2 separate regions of the Pan troglodytes genome follow, and region 2 is linked to region 1. A link is a contact called in public HiChIP or PLAC-seq data. All regions are on one chromosome and are shown on one strand. Each heading gives the region's core, a stretch centred on a gene start, on an enhancer-like site or on the middle of the called end of the contact. The rest is flanking DNA. Distances are from core to core; before and after follow the strand shown.

Evidence for each region. HiChIP or PLAC-seq counts read pairs in DNA pulled down with a chosen protein or histone mark.
Region 2: an H3K4me3 HiChIP or PLAC-seq map of stem cell-derived excitatory neurons shows a contact between it and region 1, with 2.1 times the contacts expected there. The contact joins the promoter of AAGAB here to the promoter of SMAD3 in region 1. A contact is called at or near these places in 1 of 7 Hi-C or Micro-C datasets (stem cell-derived neural progenitor cells) and 1 of 1 datasets of contacts at active chromatin or transcription factors (stem cell-derived excitatory neurons).

The regions. Positions count from the first base shown.
Region 1 is chr16:59,056,400-59,063,551 of NHGRI_mPanTro3-v2.0_pri, reverse strand. SMAD3 (SMAD family member 3) reads right to left here and starts at 3,836. Exons shown (of 9, transcript XM_001159972.7): 1 at 3,074-3,836. The coding sequence starts at 3,279.
Region 2 is chr16:59,248,847-59,255,998 of NHGRI_mPanTro3-v2.0_pri, reverse strand. It overlaps AAGAB (alpha and gamma adaptin binding protein), which reads left to right and starts at 2,711. Exons shown (of 10, transcript XM_063795212.1): 1 at 2,711-2,793. It overlaps IQCH (IQ motif containing H), which reads right to left and starts at 3,133. Exons shown (of 22, transcript XR_008539624.2): 1 at 2,982-3,133.

The DNA.
Region 1 (7,152 bases), core at 2,587-5,086:
TGGCAAATGCTTTGATTCCATTCTTATAAACTGGCAAGGAAGATACCTGCAGCTTTACTCAGGTACTCAAGCAGGTGAGGAATGAGAGGCTGTTATAAAACTTGTGTAAATTCTGCCAATCCTGCCAGACCTCAGAGTATCCTGACAGCCCCTTTGTTGGTGTATCTAAATGAAGCTCTTACCACTTCCTTGGCACCAATCTCTTTCACCTTCTTTATGTCGATAAGTGTGTATCACGCCAGCTCCACTGATAATTGAAACAAGTCAGAGCTGGTGTCACAGAGAAGCAAGCCTGTGGTCTGGAAGTCCCTAGTATACAGCTCTAATTGCCAAATGTTGCTGTTGCTGCTCATGATTATATATTAGCCAAAACACACTTGGCTTAATCTCCTTAGACTGAGGGCTCCTTAAACCCCAGAGTCCAGATCTTGCGGAGTGTTTTTAAGCACCCAGTGACCAACCCCCTACACACAGGGGGAATGACTAAGTTAAACATTTTCCTTTCTCTACTTTCCAAACTAAAAGGCAGTTGTGGTGAAAGCAGACAATTTGACAAGCAACACTGCAATCTATGGGGCTTAGCAGACACATTGATATCACCAGCACAGGGCCAAACCAGCCACCTCCCCAAGACGTGGCCTTTAGTTTTCTGCCCACGACCAAAACAGCAGCAGCTGTTGCCAAGGGACACAAGGTGACCCAGAGGCGTGGGCACAAAATCCAAGGATGAAAATCCATTTTGTCTGGATCCACCCAAGCAACTGGGTTTCCCTAACTGAAAAAAAAGATGAAAAAAAAAATCTACTTTTGTATTCAGTCCTATCCAGGCAGGCAGAAGATGCCTCAGTCCTAACAAAGTCACGAGAAGGCCACAGGGCAGGTTGGCTTGAACTCTCAGAATCATCCAAAGCGTTCACACGTCTTAGGCTTCCAAAGTCTCAGCAGGACTTTGGAAGAGGAAAAGGCAGGCCAAAGGTATGGCCCCACAGAGGACAAACTCCTACCAAGGCAAGGGAAAGCAAGGCCTCTCTGCCAAGCTATCACCAGCCTAAAGATTAAAGAAGCAACCGCACATACAAAGATCCACAGGGCCCTCCCCAAGCTAACACAGCTTTAGCATTCAGCAAAGAATGTATTCAGGATCTTCAAAGTATAAAGCAGCATGGGGCAGCAGAAAGAGCACATTCAGTCAGAACCCCATGTCTATGACTCAAGCATTTTCACCTCTCTCTTTTAAGGTTTCCTCTGCTTTAAAAATGTGATAATCTTAAGCCTAACAACCTTATCTACTTTGCATGGCTGGTTGCTTGCTTGCTTTCTGTCTTTTTTTGAGGACCTCAGAAAACCATGTGAAAGTGCTTTGTAAACTGTGAAACACTTTTCACAGCTGCCTGTTTTATAATTGATACCACTTTTTTTTTCTGTTTCAATACATAAAGCACTTGTCTTCAATGCACCCAGGCAGATAAGGAGAAGGTAGGTTTGGCAGACCCCTCCCCAGACAGAGAAGTAGCATACTCACCCACTCTACCCCAGCCACCCCCACGGAAGGAATACAGAAGAATTAACAACCAGAGCTGGAACCAAATCCCAGGTCTCTCTGACCATCACATCACACCACCTCCTCTGAAGTCAATTCTGGCTCCCGATCACACGCCCAGAGACTTCCCCAGACAGCACACCGCCTTCCCTCCCCCTTTATTGACTGGATCCACCCAGTTAAAAAAAATTTAAGTCCGCACTCCCACCATATGTGGCATTTATTTCCAGGGGAGGCCTGCCCTCGGTTCCCGTGGACAGATGTTGCTTTGTGCCTGCCTGACTCGCCTGGCAGCCCCTGTACAACTGCCCCAAGCAGGTGGCCAAGGATGGAGTCCACCCTGGCCCAGGGGCAGGGATGACAATCCCTTTGCGGCTGACAGTCCCTGGTGCTTTCTACTCATTCCTCGGCAGCCTGGGAGCCCCAAAACAGCCAGCCCCCAACACACACGCTCTCTCCCTTGGTTCAGAATCAAAGGAGGCTGAGAGGTAGAGATAGGAAGCCAAGGTAACCGCACCCCCAATTCCCAGCCAGGCACATCTAAGCTAAGGAAGGCCCTGGGGGAGTGAAGTCACTGACCCCTTCTATCAGCCATCTGTGGGCTCCCGCCCGACCTAGCTAGCGCGCAACGGGAAGGATAAAGGAGATCCAGACAGATGGCAGCGCGCTTTGGGAAGGAAGGCTCTACAGGAATGCGAGGGCCGATGCGAGGCCCACTTTGGGGTGTGTTTTGTTATCTGCCCGGCTGCAGCCTGCCCCTCTCCCTCGTTCTGCACGGTTTCAAAATCTCTTGGACCAAAAGGAGGGCAAAAGAGTCGGGATGGGGGGGTGGGAGGTGGGAGAAGACCCTATTTTCCGCCACTTGTCTCTCCCATTTGGAAGTCAGAGCACTGCACTGCAACCAAAGTGCGTGCATGCTCAGGGGGCGGGAGACTGGCACAACCGAGTCTAAAAATACTCGATAAAAATGCTAATCCCGAAGGCAAAGAAAGAACGAAGAAGGAATCTGTCAATCACTAGGCTCCCGCTCCTCACCCACAGCCCCAGCTGTACGGACCGCATTCCTGTAGAGGAAAGTGGGGAGACCGGACTGAAGAAAAGAAACGCAAAGACACCACCACCTCCACGAGCGCGGGCAGCGGGGGCGGGAGGCGGCGGCGGAGGAGGGGCTCCGGCCCGCGGAGCCGAACAAAGCGGGCCTCAACTTCCAGCCCCAGCTCCCCGGAGTGGGGGCGGCCGAGTCCCGCAGCAACCCGCTCTCCCCTCCCGGAGGTGGAAAGGGAATGTGAGGTCTGGAAGCCAGAGTGCCGCGTGGAAGCCTCGGGCTCTGATCTTTGCAAATCAGAGATGGTTTTGTTTGGGGTCCCCCCACCCCCTTCCTGCCCGCGCTCTCCCACTCTCACACACACGCACCCACACAGTCTCACTCCCTCCCTCTCTCTCCCTCTTCCCATCTCCAGCCCCACTGGGTCGGCCCCGCAGTGCCAGGGGGCTGGGCCGACGTGCCCCCGGGTCCCCCGGGCGGGCCCCCACCTGGGGATGGTGATGCACTTGGTGTTGACGTTCTGCGTGGTGATGGCCTTCTCCAGCTCGTCCAGCTGCCCCGTCTTTTTGAGTTTCTTGACCAGGCTCTTGACCGCCTTCTCGCACCATTTCTCCTCCTGCCCGTTCTGCTCGCCCTTCTTCCAGCCCAGCAGGCGCTTCACGATCGGGGGAGTGAAAGGCAGGATGGACGACATGGCTGGGGAGGGCGCGCGGGCGGCGAGGAGCGCCCCCGGCGGGGCTGGGCTCGACGGGACGCCGGGGGCGCAGAGGGGAGCTCGGCCGGGGCCTGCCGCGGTCGCCCAAACTTCGCCTCAACTCTCGGCGAAGTTGCCGGGGCGCCGGGCCGGGCCGCGGCGCTGCAGCCTGCGGGGCTCGGCGCGCGGCCCTGCGCCCGGAGCGGCTCCCACGGCGAAGAGAAGAGCGGCCGGGCGGGCGGACGGCAGCAGTGCCGGGTCGGGAAGGCCCCGAACGCGGGGCGGTGGCGGCAGCCGCGAGACTCCAAGTGGCAGCAGAAGTTTGGGTTTCCGCACGGGGTAGCTGTTTGGGTGCCGCCTCCGGGAAGGAAAGTCCAACCCCCGGCCAAACTTCGCTCGCCTCGCTAGCTTTGATGCGCAGATCCCTCCGCCTCTGCGGCCTCACCGCCCCGCCACCCTCCTCCTCCCGGCTCGCCGCTCGCTCGCTCGCTCGCTGGCTGGGCCGGCCCGGGGCGTGCGCCGCGCTCCCGCTCCCGCCCGCTCCCAGTCTGTGTTTCATGCAAATCCGCGTGCAGCCTCCTTTCCAAGTGCTGTCACCGCCCCCTCGCCGCCGGGGCTCCCCGCCTCCTCCCCCGCGCCCCGCCACCTCCTCCCGCGGGCGCCCTGCCCGCCCCCTGCTCCGGGGAGGGCGCCCGGCCGGCCACCACCCCGCGCCCAGCATGCCCACGTGGGCGACCCGGGCGGCGGCAGTCCTGGCTGGAGCGCGCGGGACCCTGCGCGACCCCGACCTGAAGTCGGGCGGGCGCGGGGAGGAAGTCCTGGGAAACACGGCGAGAGGGGCCTCGGGCGGGAGGGCTGAGCGCGGCCCGTGGCGTCCGCTCTCGGAGTCCACACTCAGGCGGCTCGGTTGGAGTTGCGGGCCGGAGAGGGTTGGACTCGCAGCAAGTAAGCGCCGTGCGGACGCGAGTGCACCCTGGAGAGGACCCGAGCCCGAGAGGGGGCGCGCGGAAGGCCCGGGCCCAGGAAGTTGGGGCCCGCACTTGGCCTCGCGCTCGCTGATCCCCGTCAAGGCCCTTGGCCGGCGCTGGCGCCCCTGGGCTGTTTTTATTCTCTAGTCGGTGAGATCACACCGGCCGAGAGCCTCGGGAACGTGTGCGGAGGAGGAGGGGGTGAGAAGTGGGTCCTCAGAAGTGGAGAGCTGGGGACACCAGTGACAACCTGGACAATGGCTGGAGCCAGGGGTCTCTTGAGCCTTGTGAACCGAGTGCCCGGCAGAAAATGAGCCTCAAGGACATCTGTTGAGTTCTTGAAGGAATGAATGGAGGCGCTTTCGAATTTATCTTTGAAAGAAATTTACATAACAGGGTGTTTGTTGCTGGATCTCCTGATAGAGAAGGATCGGAAATTTGATAATTCCCAATAAATGGAAGAGAGTTTTGTTTCCAAAGCAATGAACTCACAAAAAAGTGGGGCAAGACAGGAGTTTTCGGAGAGTTTGTGTATTCAAAAAAAGCAAAACAACAACAAACCAATTGGCACATTGGGGAGCTCCGCGGCTTTTCTCTCCACCAAAAGAATTCAGGGGCGTCTGCCCGCAGGGCCCTCGGCGGTTTTCAGGAGCTACTCCAGGCCCCTCGGCCTTTCTCTTGCTGCCTCCCGCAGCCGACTAGCCGGTGTCTAAGCCCTTTGTTTGTTTTTAACAGCAGGAATCTCCCACCCCCACCCCTGCTTTGTTAAAAAAAAAAAAAAAAAAAAAAGTTATCTGCAACCCTCAAGTGGGTGGGGAGTTACAAAGCCCTGTGAGGTGTGGCGGAATCCACAAAGTCAGCCCAGAAGCGGCAGGGGCCCTTGCCTTGCTTCAGAGAACCGCCTCCCACAAGCCAATCCGCAGCTGCTGCTGCAGAAGTGCGCTGTGCTCCTCACCCTCCTCTCTTCCTAAATACCCGCCTGAAAAGGAGAATACGTGAAACCCAACTGAGTCTTGACAACCTGGCTTCCGTTCCTTGCTGGTCCTCCTGTTAACGCGCTGCCGCTGTGGTCTTAGGTTTCACTGTCCTCTTCCCGTCCGTCAAGAGAGACAAGGATGACACAATCCACATTTATTGATTGCTTTCTTCATTCCAGGTAGCCCGCCTGCTGCCCTTTGATTCAATCTTAACAGTGGTTGGTGAGGTAGATGTTCCTCTGCCTCACGTTTACGGAGGCACAGAGAGATTACATTACTTACTCAGGATTCCAAGTGGCAGAGCTGGAATTTGAACCCAGTACTTTGTTGAAGCCTCAGTCTCCGATCTTGACACTGCACCCAGCTGCCTGGGTCACGGAAGGCAAAGATGACATCATTGATCGAGCTCTTTGCAAAACAGTTCTCTACACGGGCACACTGTTTTAACACTGCAAGGATTATTTGCTCACCTGTAAAATGGGGCTAGAGGTAGCTTCCCTCGCGATCTCCTAGGGTGGCTGTGGGAAGCTCATGTGAAAAGGTTTGCATTGCTAATGCCATGAAAAGTGGTGGAGGGAGGTCAAATAAGTATAACACACATTGACGGAGCAGCTCTAAGTTGCAGCCCTCCTATTCAGTTCCTGAACTTCCGAAATAAAAGACTAAGGTTTTCAAGGCGTTCACAGCCTAGAGAAGCATCAAAGGGTGGGGATGAGGATGATGTGACTGAGTGGGCAAAGATGGGCAGGGGCCTTGCAGTCATCATCGTCCAGTAAAGTGTTAATCTTAACCTGAACAAGTCCAACCATTGAGAGGTAGCCAAAGAAAGTAAGAGGGGCTCCGGATCCATCAGTGACTGGCCTGGCTTCCAATCCTGGCTCTTTCTCTTCTTCCCCTTGGACAGCGTCCGTTCTCTCCGCTGTAAGAATGGAGCAAGCGGTTCTCACTGTGCAGAGTGTTGGATCCAGAAAGAGCGTTGTAACTGTCCTCCTGTAGTTCAAGTCCTTTATGTTACAGAGGGAGCAATGTCTGCTGAAGGAGGGTGATTTGCACTGTAGAGGAAGAGCGTCAGAGAGATTTGAGGATTACATGTAGTAAGTAGAAGGACCTGACAGGTACTTCACCCTCTAAAATCATGGTATGGGAAGGGGCCCTCATTCAGCCCTCTCATTTTCCTGAGGGGAGGAAATAACTAGGCAGCCAGCTAGTTAGAGTGGCAGAACCACGCTTCCCTGCTGGCATCCGTGTGACAAGAACAGCTGTGCATGCAGAAAAATAGTGCTGGACCCACCTACAAGTCTAATAAGTGCCATTTCTGGGCTAGCTCTTTCTCCTCAGGCCTGTTTCTCCAAGAGAAGTCCCTCCACTGGGGGACTAAGTCCAGTTTCAGAAAGCTCTGAGGAGGGCTGAGGAACTGATTCTTCCAGTGCTGAGAAGACCCTGCATGTTCTCTTGATCTTGACTTTGGGCAGTGAATGGGTGGGCTGTTGTGGATGGGTACAACTCTGTTCTGGCACCGGGTCTTTTGGGGCCCAGCCATACCTGCTTTTGCAGAGGTTGTCCTTGGGAGGGAAACATTAGCCCAGTTAATTTTTCATCATGGTAAGTGCAAAGTTCAGGAGAGGTGGGATGGAAGTGGAGACAGCAACTGTTTCCCTGGGAATAGTCCATCCTATGAACAGTTCACCTCGTTAATAGACACATCAGAGGGTTTTCGTGTATTTGGAGTGGCTCCCAGGTGGGCCGGCCACTCCAAATAGACGAAAGAAACAAACACCTGACTTCAATTCTGATTATTTTCCCATTAGCTCAAGGGTATTTAATCAACAAGTAGTGAATCTAGAAAAAGCACTAAAATCATCTTCATCTTACACAGACAGAAAGTGATGTCTGTAAGGGAAGGTGATTTGCACTGTGAAGATAAGTAG
Region 2 (7,152 bases), core at 1,462-3,961, 190 kb before region 1:
ATATTGTATGCACCTGACAAATCAGACACAATCAGAAAGAATGAAAATAGCAAACTGTCAATTGAGCTCCCATATTTCCAAGATCATTGTTAACACACAATTGTTGGATTTTTGTGTTAACACACAATTGTTGGATTTTAATTAAAAAGCTAATTTTGAATCATAAGATCAGGTAATATTTGTTACACAAACATGTTTAATATTTGGGTCAAGCAAGCATTTATAAAGATATATTAAGAATATACCACATTTTAATGAAGCATAAAAACAAAGCTTCTAAGATTTACAAAGCATGATTGGAAACTTCCCAGAGTCACTACCACACTTCTTCAAGATTACTTCATGAACATGCCATAGCCTATTTAAGGATCAATACATACTGGATGTATTATAATGGGCAAGATGCTTTACTTCTTTGTACTTAAGTGTCTTCTGTAAACTGGAGCTAAAAAATAATACTTACAACACCTTTGAGAACCACTGGTCTAAAAAGCTGTTTAATATATCTGACTGATACACAGACGTAACTGACCATATTAGGGTGAAGCAAGTAGAAATTTAAAGTACCTCTGCTTTACAGTCTATTGCACACACACACTCACTCACTCACTGACTTGCCAGAAACAATTTGATTGCCTAGGCTAACAACAAAGGAAGTCTACTTTTACAGTAAATGATGTAGCCTGGGGAAATTGGGACAATTTAGAGTCAGAAGTGAACCTAATCCAAACTATATGTCCTATGGAAGAGGAAAGTGAGATCCAGAGAGATGAGTGCCTAGCTCAAAGTCACTACTTGTGAGACTGTCAAAGTCATGGTCAGATCTCAGTATTCTGACTCCCTATCAAGTGCTTTCCACTAGACACATTAATTATTGGTAGCCTGTCTGAGGGAAATAAATCATAGCCCCAAATAGAAGTGGAATCCACGTTGGCACAGTTGGGTGGTGCTACATACTCACACATTCTCAGGATTCACTGAGAAAGTAGGGAAAGTCTTCCAAATTTCCTCACTATACATATTCTACATGTAGAGAATATAATTTTATACTATACAGGAATCAGTCTTAATAATCTGGTTAACAGGTAGGCTCTCTTCCTCTACACAGCCCTTTACTTGATATGTCCATAGGAATCCTTTTAAACAAGTAGGGGTGCAGATCAACATGGATATGACTATTAGCTGTTCTGACCCATCTCACAAGTCAGTGTCAACAGTTATCTATTACTATAATGTTGTATCCTAGGTAAGAGTCTCCATTATTGTTCTAATTATTTGGAATCTATAAAAAGAGTGGGTACGTGCAGCAAAGAATTAACCTTACCCAAAGAGGGGTCCAGTCTTCGCTCCTGGCTACTGGGAGGTGATCTCTAGGCGCCTGGGATGTCCTGCCTGATAGAAGTGTCTTTGTCTGTGGGCTTTGGCCACCAGACAGTCTATCAACATGATTTATAATGGGTGTTTTGATCCATGCTGTATCAGCTCAGACCTCTGGAGCAGTGGGAGACTAAAAGTATTCAGGAGGGGCTGGAGATTAATGGTCAACCACAAGGGCAGTGTGAGATTGAGCCCCAGTAAAAACTCTGGACATCAAAGCCTCAGATAAGCTTCTCTAGTTGCAATATTCTATGCATATTGTCACATATTGTGGCTGGGAGGAAGTAATGCAGGTAATGACGTCCATGACTCCACAGGGATAAGATGACCAAAAGCTCTATGTTTGGACCCCTCCTGGACTCTGTCCTATTCATCTCTTCCCTTGGCTGATTAATTTGTATGCTTTCACTATAATAAAACTGGAGATGTGAGCACAGCACTTCCCTGAGCTCTGCGAATAGTTCTAGTGAATCATTGAATGTGAGCGTGGTGATGGGGCCCCTAAGTTTGTACCCAGCTGGTCTGAAGTGAGGTGGTTCTGGGGACCCCTGAACTTGCAGGTAGTGAGTGTTGAAGTTAGGGCAGTTTTTTGTGGACTGTTCCCTCAGACTTCGCAGTTTGGCTAAACTCATTGCTGCGTGATGGTGAAAGTGAGGGTGAGAAAAGATCAGGTAAGATTAAGTATGATTCTTAATGGGGAAGTCTATGAAATTGGTGAGTTCAGGGGCTTGTATTTGGGAAAAGGTACATTTAGGGAAGTCTCTCCTAGATGGGAGGTAAGAGATCAAAATTCTGCCAGAAAAATTAGATCCCTTTGACGAGTAAGACCCACTTCAGACCAACTGAGTGACAGTCCTGACAGAGTGACCTTAGACAAATGACTTCAAGACTTAGTCAAATGCAGCTATTATATATGTGATAGTTAAAACCAATGATATATGTGGAAATATCTTAAAGTTACCTCACATAAATGTGAAAACAAAATGCTATAATCATTTCAGAAACATCTGAGTGCAACTATTACAAATTGAGCTGTATTGGACAAGACTTTCTTGACATTTCCCCTCTCAAATTAAAAAGGTCTTTCACTAAGTTTTTAAATGTCACATTTTTTCATTCCAAATTATCTTGATTTTTCTGTGTGTTCTCCAACGAGGAACATTTAGATCTAAAAAACTGGGGTAGGAAAAGCAATTCACATATTTCAATTTGTCTCCAAATTTCTTATCACCTCCTAGAGTGTCCGATTTGTCTCTCCTCCACTCCCGACGTCATGGGTTCATATTTTTCAGAATGTAACATTTAAAAATGATGCCTCAGCGTGAGGTGAATTTTTCTGAAGTAAAGGTTATGGGTGAACGGTTTTAGAGTTTTCCCAGAGGCAGAAAGTCGTGCTTCTGGGGCGTAACCTACAGGGTAAGTCACCGGGAGTGTGCTGGGCCGTGGGGGGAGGTCTGGGTGGGCATTTTTGGGAGCCTCTCGCGAGTTGGAGGGAGTCTAGGGGCGGCGCACCAAATGGGTGAGCGTCGGTGAATCGGCGCGCGGGACCTCGCTCGGAAGTGGCGCGGCGGGCAGGGCAGGGCCGGGGGAAGCCCGTTTCCCACCTGGATTAAGATGGATCCGACAGGGTCCTGGTTTTCAGTGTTCTGTGCCATGGCTAGGTCAGGGAACGGCTACCTCCGCGGAGGCGCGGTTTCCAAGCACTGAAACCTTCAGCCGGAGCCGCTCGTCCCCATGGCAACACCGCGCGCGACCTGGCCTGTTCCACGCTGGGAGCGGAAGGGGGTCTAGGGGCGGGGTCAGGCCAGCCTGGTCATTCCGAGAACGCCCTCTCCGGCCTGTCTCCCCCTCGCGCCGGCGGCCGTGGTGCAGCCCAAGGCGGAAGCGGCTGCCTGACGGAACCGGCTCGCGAGCGCAGCTATGGCTGCTGGCGTACCCTGTGCGTTGGTCACCAGCTGCTCCTCCGCCTTCTCTGGAGACCAGCTGGTCCAACGTGAGTAGATAGGCGCCTGGGCCGACCTCCAAGGCCCCTGAGCCTCGGCGGGCGACGGACCCAGCACCACAGCCTCTCTGGGCCTTGTTCCCGCCGCGGGCCCTGCGTTCTTCCTCCAGTCAGTGGAGGCGCCCAGTCTCCCCAGGTGGCTGCCCCTAGCTCTTAATCTCGTGCTTTTCTGCCCACTCGGCCTTCTTCGGCGTTCCTTTCGGCTTCCTGTGTAAAGTGAGACTGATTTCCCGCTCTGCCCAGCCCAGCCCACAGGTTTTTGCGAGGATCCGTTGAGATGAACCTGAAGGCTCTCCGGAAATTGCGCTAGGTTACAGGAGTGTAAGGTGCTGGAATTGTTGATATCGTGATGTTGCTATCCTTGCTGCTCCGGGAGAGAGTGTTTACTCTGAATTCTGAAGTTTATTCTGCGTATTTACTCTGAAGTTTATTCTGCTTCTTAATGTGTACATTATAAGACTTGCTAGCTTTGTCCCCTCCACTCTAGTTATTCACGCCTTTCTTCTGAGGCATGGGCTCTCCGCCAACATGAGTTTTTGGGTATTATTGGGCTAGTGCTTTTGCTTATAGACCCTCATAATGGCTGTCAGACTTACTAACTCTTAAAAGAGAGAACATGGGACTGGATAATAAGCCAACTCTACTAAAGGGCTCACTTTGTAAACTGTAAAGCATTGTATAATTATAATTTCTTTGCTACACCTGTCAAATGACAGAATTAGGTAAGATGTCCCTTCAGTGCAGATATTATATGACTTAGTTATCATTTGTGATCACTTAGAAAGTTCCTTGCTAGGGTAAAAGCTTAATTATAGCATTTAACTAAGTGGTTACTAACTGGTCTAATTAGGCCATTTTCTTACCTTTAAGCAGTGCTCCTTCCTATTTCCTCCCTTCCCTCCTTTCTTCCTTCTTTTCTTCCTTCCTTCCTCTTTTTTCTTTAATTGTTTCATTGTAAAACTAGTGCATACTAAGTAAAATTTAGCATACAGAGAAAAGAAAATAGCCATAGTCTCATTACCCAACTACAAATACTGCTAACATTTCTTTCCAGTCTTTTTTTCCATTGCAGTTTCTTAAAAAGAAATAATTGTAATTACATTTAATACACAATTTTTTCTGTTTTTAAAAATTTTTTAAATACACAGTTCTTATCCTCAGATTTATCAAAAATTAGTTTCTCACATATATCCATCTAGTGAATAAACCAGAATTTGCTCAAGATTCTTAAAGATGTAACTAACTTTCCAAAAGACTTACATGCATTAGGAATCCTATTAGCGATACATGGAAGTCTTTTCAAGACAATCTCAGGAATATTAATTATTCTAAATGCTATGGTGCTCTGTTGTGTGCTTTAATGATCCCAATCGGCAAACATGGTCCCTGCCTTGAAGTAGCTGATTACCTGTAGTTAGCAAATAGTAACATTGTACTTCTGTAAAGTGTATTAGCATTATTGGGGGTAAAATTAATTCTGTAAAATAATCCATTTTATCTCTGTATATAAAATGCTCTTAGATAATTCCAGTTCGGGTTAAGATCAGATGACCTTTCCATTGCAACTCGTTACTGTCATGTAGTAAAAAATAAAAGAAGAACAGCTAGTGAGCAGATTACTTGAATAAGGAAAAGTGAACCATAAAAGAGGGCTTATCATTTCTTCCAAGGTTGTGAATAGGGTAGCAGTGGATAGCGTTAAAATGAAGTATTTGCTGAGCATTCATTCTTTGACTGTAATTAAAGCTGGGATTAAATTAATCACAGGTTGACTCTAATTTTGAGGTAAGAGATGGAGCCCACATAATATTTTGTCAAGTGTTCGGTGATATTAGGCCGTGGAATAGTTTTGGATTGAATTGGATCTACCTTTTTGGGAAAGTTTGGTTCTACTTCATGTATCAGCGAGAGAAACCTTTAGGGTTCTCCAATTTCTCTTTCTTTGGACATCTGATCTATCTTAGTGCTTTTAACCACCAGTGGGAAATATAACCAAATAACAGCTTATTAGAATTATTCTTAAAACAGTCCAAATGCAGTGGTGCATGCTTGGAATTCCAACACTGTGGGAGGCCAGGACGGGAGGATCACTTGAGCACAGGAGTTCAAGACCAGCCTGGGCAACATAGGGAGACCTAGTCTCTACAAAATAAAAATAAAAATGTTAACAAATTAGCCGGGCATAGTGGTATGTGCCTGTCGTCCTAGCTCCTTGGGAGGCTGAGGTGGGAGGATTGCTTGAGCCTGGGAGATCGAGGCTGTAGTGAGTTGTGATGGTGCTACTGCCCTCCAGCCTAGGTGACAGAGTGAGACCCTGTCTCAAATACACACACACACACACACACACACGCACACACACACACACACACACGCACTTAAAATAAGAATCAGTAGGCCTCTACTATGCATAAAGTGCATGCATGGACTTCATTAGAAACTTTTTCTTTTTGTCACTCGAAGGCCTTATTTGCAGTATTCTGGGTGGATGTCTGACATCGGATAAAAGGGGCATTACTGACAGGGTAGATTTTTTATTTTATTTTATTTTATTTTATTTTAATTATTGAGACGGAGTCTCGCTCTGTTGCCTGGGCTGGAGTGCAGTGGCACGATCTCGGCTCACTGCAAGCTCCGCCTCCTGGGCTCGCGCCATTCTCCTGCCTCGGCCTCCTGAGTAGCTGGGACTACAGGCGCCCACCACCAAGCTCGGGTAATTTTTTGTATTTTTTAGTAGAGACGGGGTTTCACTGTGTTAGCCAGGATGGTCTCCATCTCTTGACCTCAGGATCTGCCCGCCTCAGCCTCCCAAAGTGCTGGGATTAATTACAAGCATGAGCCACCGCACCCGGCGACAGGGTAAATTTTTTAAAGGGAAATGAAGCCTCAGGATGCTTGAGGGACTTGTAATACACGATATGAGAGCAAATATCTACTCCATGGCCAGAGCTCTTTCCACCTCACATATATTTTACAAAAGTTTTACTTTATTCTGGAAAAGTATATTCTGATGAATATTTATTAAACACAGAGACAGTCTCTGTTCCAGTTACTGCAGCTAAAATAATGCCTAAGATACTGTTCCTGCCCTTGAGAGGAATGTAGAAAGTGTATCCTCCATGTGCCAGGCATGGTAGCTCACGCCTGTAATCCCAGCACTTTGGGAGGTTAAGGCAGACAAATCACTTGAGGTCAGGAGTTCGAAACCAGCCTGGCCAACATAGAGAAACCCCGTCTCTACTAAAAATTCAAAAATTAGCTGGGCACGGTTGTGCGTGCCTATAGTCCTAGCTACTCAGGTGGCTGAGGCAGGAGGGTCACTTGAACCCAGCAGGCAGAGGTTGCAGTGAGCCGAGATCATGCCACTGCACACCACCCTGGGTGACAGTGGGACCCTGCCTCAAAGTCTCCAGTAAAGAAAAAAAAGAAAGAAAGAAAGTGTATGCTCCACCTGTGAAAATATTAAAATGAAGATATGTAAGTTTTAACATCTTACTCTACTTCCCTAGAAGGAACTTTGGATAGAAAAGTCCCTGGAAACTTGTTTGGTTTTAAAGTATGTAATGCCAACTCAGCAACTGTAGTTCATTCAGTTTCTACATCTGAACAAAATTCTTCCTTTTAGTGAAATGTAGAACTTTAGAGCTCTTATAATCATAGCAAGCATTTATATGTATATCTGTACTCTTCCCAAACATGTTTTCACATTTAGTTTGGTCTTTGTATCCCTGTGAAGGTAGGTTATGTCCATTTTGCAGATGAAGAAACTGTGCTTT